Linked DNA regions of Zea mays: region 1 is linked to region 2. Evidence: chromatin contacts called from public Hi-C data. All regions are on one chromosome and are shown on one strand. The core of a region is the stretch at or near the end of the contact, and the rest is flanking DNA. Distances in the headings are between cores, read along the strand shown.

Evidence for each region. Hi-C and Micro-C count contacts between places; a contact is called where the count stands out from the background.
Region 1: a contact with region 2 is called in a Hi-C map of bundle sheath, with 2.4 times the contacts expected there. The contact joins the promoter of LOC100281863 here to the promoter of LOC100284275 in region 2. A contact is called at or near these places in 3 of 25 Hi-C or Micro-C datasets (bundle sheath, leaf and tassel).

The regions. Positions count from the first base shown.
Region 1 is chr6:6,535,166-6,538,684 of Zm-B73-REFERENCE-NAM-5.0, reverse strand. It overlaps LOC100281863 (polygalacturonase), which reads left to right and starts at 1,324. Exons shown (of 5, transcript NM_001154783.3): 1 at 1,324-1,887; 2 at 3,030-3,150; 3 at 3,248-3,422. The coding sequence starts at 1,414.
Region 2 is chr6:5,903,909-5,907,036 of Zm-B73-REFERENCE-NAM-5.0, reverse strand. It overlaps LOC100284275, which reads left to right and starts at 1,304. Exons shown (of 1, transcript NM_001157170.2): 1 at 1,304-2,688. The coding sequence starts at 1,538. The coding sequence ends at 2,182.

The sequences.
Region 1 (3,519 bases), core at 75-2,574, 630 kb before region 2:
AATTCTTGGCGCTGTTTTTGGATTGGAACAAAGACCTTTGTTAGGTAGTGTTTGGTTGAAGAGCCAAGTAGAACGGAACCATTCTGTCCCAGTTTTGTTATTGTTTGGTTACAAAGTAATTAGAACGGAATGACTCCAATTAGGGAATATTCTCCTCAGATCCGGAACCATTCCGCTCCAAAAGATCAATGAGACGGAGCCGCTCCGTTCCAATCCCGCTCTCACAGTCACGCTCCGTTCCGTTCACTCTGCAACCAAACAAAAAACAGAACCGCTCCGTTCCAGGTTACCAAACACAAAACAGAGCGGCTCCGTTCCTAGAATCAGGAATGGAACGGCTCCGTTCTACTTGGCTCCTCAACCAAACACTACTTTTATATTCTTAGCTGATCCTGAGCATCATCTATGCTGTGCGCTAAACATTGCATTATTGGATATATTCATATGTAAACAATTTTCTACAAAAAAAATATATTTGGTCTGTTTCCTGTATGATGACTGTGATAGCAACAGTGTAAGAAGATTTGGGCCCAAAACCTAGATTTGGGCCTCCGTCGTCCGCTGTAGCAGTACTATGTAGCCCAGTAAAACCAATCTACGCACAAGTTTCTTACAGTTGCATGCACGCGTGGTCCACGTGCTACAGTAAAGCCTTCCAACGGTCCACATCTGTCGGTAGGGCTAGCAAGGAGTCGCAATCCTCTTTCATTTATTATACATACATTGATTGATTATTTATATATTATATATGGTGGCATATATATACAATTGCTATATTATTACGATCTTGTCGCTCTCCTCTTAAATATATTTCCTCCGTTTTATTTTAGTGTCGCTGGATAGTGCAAAATTGAACTATCCAGCGATAACTTAAAAAAACGAAGGGAGTAATTGTTCTAACATAAGCCAGGTGTGGATATGGATGTAGAAAAATTCTCTTGTTCTAACATAAACAATACTTGATCTCGGCATTGCGTTGTACTAGCACGCACTGGAGCTCGCCGTCGTGGCTCCACCTCGCCTGAAGCTTCGCCTGTCTGCTGGCTGTCAGCGTGGGGCGTGGCCGCTGCTTCGTCATCGCGGCCGGTTGCCGTGAGCAGAGGGGGCCTCAGCATGGGCTCAGTCGAACAAATGCTCAGCCTACATAAAACGACTGACCAGATCCAGCCCAACAAGTATAAAACATGATCGCTTAGCAAAAGCAAGCACCTGGCCGGGCGGGCCGTTCTGGGCCGGTCCATCCGTTTCCGACACGCTCACGCAATTCGGGCGAAAAGAACAGAAAAGCATCTGTCTCGGTTACGTCTCTTTTTCTCTCTCTCTCTCTATCGGCCGCGTCCGGCGTCCCGTCCAAAAAGGGAAAGCGATGCGCGTGGCGTGGCGGCACTTCCTCCTCCGCCTGCCTCGCCCGCCATGGCCGCGCGCGCCAAGGCCGCCGCCGTCGACGACCACGACCCCATGCCGCCACCGCTGCCGCTCCCATGGCCGCGCCCAGCGCCGCTCCTCGTCATGCTGTCCCTGCTCGCCACGGCCTCCTACCTGGCCCTCACGCGCTTTCCCGCCGCGCTCCTCCCGATCGCCCCTCGCTCTCGCCCCCACGACGCGCCCGCGCACGCGCCCGGGGACAGCTGCGCGGGGTTCTACGCGGGCGCGGGGCCGGCGCGCGAGGTGTGGGCGTCCGTCGAGGAGTTCGGGGCCGTGGGCGACGGGGCCACGCTCAACACCGCGGCGTTCCGGCGCGCCGTCGCGGAGCTGGGCGCGAGGGCCGTCGGTGGGGGAGGGGCCAGGCTCGACGTGCCCCCCGGGAGGTGGCTCACGGGCAGCTTCAACCTCACCAGCCGCTTCACCCTCTTCCTGCACCGCGGCGCGGTCATCCTCGGCTCCCAGGTTAACGGTTCATTCATTTCTTCTTTCTTTCTTTGTTTAGACAGTAATTAATACAGTAGTAGCAGTGCCAAATGCTGCATCGGCTTCGCTGTAGGAGCTAGGATTCTATTCTAGGAGGTGGTTTGAAATTTTGCTCAGCGTTTCTGCTCAAGCATAGCATGCAATGCATGCGCACAACAAAACGCGTGGTTTAATTTGCTTGCTCGATCAGTGGCCTGGCTATGCATGGACAAGAAATTTGTTCGTTACATTGGTGGGTTCAGAAATTTCCAAAGCCTTGCGTAACCGGCCCTCCAAACATTGGGATGCTCGTCGTCGTCAAACTAGGTAGATTCGGCGCTTGTGCTGTCACATGCATGCCATGATCCGTGTGCAGACAGATACTAAATGTATTGGAGAAGTCACATGCTTGGCCATGGACGGTCGCCTGGTTCTCTGCTGCTTCCTTGTGAACTCTGCCACCACATTATCTGTGTGCCTTTGCTTTGTCCCCACTGCATGCTATGCTGCTTCCATTCCACCTGGACTGGGGTTGCTGGCCCGAGTTGAAGCCTCTTTTGTACTTTACATTGCTTCCACCTTCCTCTTATCTGTCGTCTGTGCTAAAGCCAATAGAGAGGGTAGCTGTGTCACTTCTCCTGCTACAGCTACTTCCAATTCCAACAGAACAAACAAGCTAGTATTAGCTACTGCATGGGAAATGGTGAGCTTCAGTTGGAACACACTGATCATAATAATCGTAAGCCATCTTGCGTCTTTTACAGCTAATGCCTGTTCCAAAATATTGTGAACGCCAGTCTATGCCCATTTTGTTTGTTTGTTTGTTTTTTCCCATCTGTGTCAACCAAGGCAAAAAGACACAGCTGCATGTGTGATCTGTATTACACTACTGTAGAGTCTGTAGTACAGTACTGTAGAGTCATTATCAGGCCATTCATTTATAATGGCAACAGGATGGCTTTATAATTGAATTGATACCCACCATGTTAGATATATATATTCTGTATTGAATACTTGTGTATTCAATCCACATTTAACTAGGCGAATGATGCCCAGCGCTTCGATCGTAGCTGTGTACGTATGCTCATTACAAAGCTGTATAGAGTATTTTATTCACTAGCAAGCTGGACTATCATGTGCAGGATCCAGAAGAGTGGCCTCTCATTACCCCTTTGCCGTCTTACGGGCGCGGGAGAGAGCGGTTAGGACCACGCCACATCAGCCTCATTCACGGAGAGGGCTTAAACGATGTTGTTATTACCGGTACGAACGAATTTCTAGCTATATATGTCTACTTTCATGATCGGGTAATAAATAAAATATTTTTTTTTTGCCTCATCGCGTTAACAAACATCGTCAGGTAGCAACGGGACCATAGATGGGCAAGGTCATATGTGGTGGGAGCTATGGCGGAACCGAACCTTGAACCACACGAGAGGCCATCTCATCGAGCTTGTGAACTCAACCAACGTCCTGATATCCAGTGTCACGCTGAGCAACTCCCCTTTCTGGACAGTACACCCGGTCTACTGCAGGTCAGTTCTAGCGAGCTGGTTCGATCCGTTGCATTTCCTGCTAGAGGAACATTTCCATTCTATTTCTATGTAAATGAATGAAGTGCTGGGAAAGTGA
Region 2 (3,128 bases), core at 55-2,554:
CATCTATATTGAACGAAAGAGCTGAAGGCTCTTACAGCAAAATCAGCTAGCATGACCCGACAAGGAGATGATCAAAGGCAGCTAGCTAGCTAGCTAGGTGGAGAAAATTGTGGAAAGAAAGTTCAGTGGGGACTGACAGCAGTGTCGTGTCCTCCTGACTTGCGAGGAGAAAAGAGAAGAGGAACACGATTTAAGTGCGCATATTTATTTATATACATGTTTTGGATGTTTTCTTTTGGCTCGATCAGAAATTGATCGTCGATATGGTGCGAAGGAGATAAGGTGATGCATGTAGAAGAACATGCCTCAGCCTCTAGCCTCTACTTGGTTTATCTTTCTATTTCTTCTTTTACGAAGAGAAAAGAAAGAAAGAAATTGATGTAGAGATATGTGGACTGATATATATGCTCTGAAACTGACCCAACCCAAGGTGCAGTGATGGATGTGGACGCCTCACCTGTCGCCTCCACTAGACTCTCTTTCAACTTTCCAAGCTAAGTGTTGTTCCCTGTAGGGTTAGCTGGGGCACAAGTTAGTTAAAAGCGCTCTCCCCCTCTCTCTCTATATATGTATGTATTAGCACTATATGCTAATAGGCAGGATATATATATAATATAATTGCTAGTGCTGGCTGCAGTTTATATATCGACCAATGCAAGAATGAATATATATATAGGTTGTAGATGATCTTCTTGGTTCAGCTGTTGTTGCACGCATGATTATTTCTCTGCTGATGAACAAAAGTATAGACTGCTGACTGCAGTTTGGGATCAGGAGGATGAAAGAATCACAGTCGGATGCATGTCACATGGTATGATAAGAGAGAGGACGAAATGATATGATTATCGATGGACCAACGACGGTGCATGATGAATAAAACCACAAGGAATTGAATTATTGATGGATATGCATGGGGGCCGGGGGTCATCAGTCTGAATTTCATTCATCAGCTAGCGGAAGCTTGTAATTTCAGCGACAAGCAGCTAGCTAGCGCACAAATAAGTCGATAGTCAGCTTGAAATAAAGATGCTTCATCTATGAGCTAGCTATGTGCCGTACGTACGTACGTGCTTTAATTTTACTTCCGCTGGCTTGTGAATGATCAGCGTCCTTTTTGGAGGCCAAGTCTTGAGAAAGACCGTACTGAATCCATCCTTCCTTCACGCCAAAACCCAAATGTAGGCCGGACTCAATATACAAACCAATATATATATATATATATATATATATATATATATATATAGCCAATAATTAATATTCTTCTAATAGTATAAAGTTAGTAGCTTAATTAGAATGTCTGCCTGCCAGTGCCAGTGGCAGGCTTATAAACACTAGGAGTCGTCCCTTCCTTGCTCTGCTTTCCTCTCTGCTAGCTAGCTCTTGTCTTGTCACTGAGTGAGCAGAAGGAGTGTGTGGTGGAGTGCAAACCAAATCAAACGAAGAAAAGTGGGAGCGAGGAGGAAGAAAAGAAGAAGAAGAAGACGACGACGACACCCACCACCAGCAGCAAGCAGCAATCAGCAACCAGCATAACGAAATGTCGATCAAGTACTGCGACCAGCACAAGGACTGCGAGCGGCAGCGTCTGTACCGTCGCTTCTGCGCCGCCCTGGTGGGCGTCATCGTGCTCGTCCTCCTCATCGTGCTCATCGTCTGGCTCGTCCTCCGCCCCACCAAGCCTCGCTTCTTCCTCAACGACGTGAGCATCGTGTGCATCAACGTCAGCTCCGCCTCCTACCTCACCGTCACCATGCAGGCCACGCTGGCGTCGCGCAACACCAACGACCGCGTCGGCATCTACTACGACCGCGCCGACGTGTACGCCGAGTACCGGGCGATGCAGATCACGGTGCCCACCGCGCTGCCGCCCTTCTTCCAGCCGCCCAACGACGCCGCCGTCTGGGCGCCCTTCCTCTCCGCCTCCAACGTCCCGCTGCCGCCCTACCTCGCCACCGCGCTCACACAGGACGAGACGGCGGGGTACCTGCTCGTCACCATCCGCGTCGACGGCTGGATCCGCTGGAAGGCCGGGGCCTTCATCACCAGCCACTACCACCTCAGGGTGCGCTGCCCCGCGCTGCTCACCGTCAACGACGGACAAGGAAGCTACGGCTCCAACGCCGGTGGGGGGCTCGGCTACTTCAAGTTCCAGCGCGCAGCACCCTGCATCGTAGACGTCTGAGATCGATCTCGATTCAAAAATCACATTAAAGAAGCTCGGCCGGGATGAATTGAACAAGAAGCCCTTTTCTTTTTCGTAATAAGATATATACATATGAATCAAATAATAGCTTCAACTCTTTGGTTTATTTTTGTTGCTTTTTTTTCTTTTTTTTGTTTGGATGGGAAAAAACGTAGACTATATTGTAGCAATTAATATCTGGAGGATATGCTTCTAGATGGATGGATATATGAACGAAAGGGCCGGCCGCCGGGAAAGCTCAGCTAACTTTGAGTTACCTCTACTTTTCCCTATCTCTGTACTGTAGAGTGTATTTTGGATTTCCTCGAGGTATGGTGGGACAAAAAAAAGGACTATTGCTTTGAATCTACGGAATTCATGAGAGGGACAAACCCACACACACACAAAATGTAAGTGTACGTGTTACTATTAAGTTGTTGATGTAAGTAGACTTTTCACTCATTGTCATACTAGTATGATCAAATTAATAGCTATTAATTATCCACCATATATGATTAACTTACTTATGTGTACTCCCCTGATCTGCCATATACTCCATCGCCTCTATTCTTTTTTATTTGTTTAAAAATAAACTAACGGACAACAAATATTTAAGAACAGAGGTAGTATATTTTATATGTGTTCCTTCTAATCTACTATACACACTCAGGTGCTGATTAATTCAGCAAGTTTAGTTCCCACTCAAGCTATAGCTACTTTACATATATTTATATATATCAGGCTGTTGAGCAGCTGCTGTTACTCCATCCATTGAAATCTCCCTTCCTTTACTCAGCTAAAAGTTGTTGCTACTGTTGACCTCTTTTTGTCTCCAAGATGACAATTATTATATTAATTACGTAATCTCGTGAAAGATCAAGACGAACTATATATAACATTAATTATACATGTCAGAAATTACCCTAGGTAGCCACCTTACTACTCT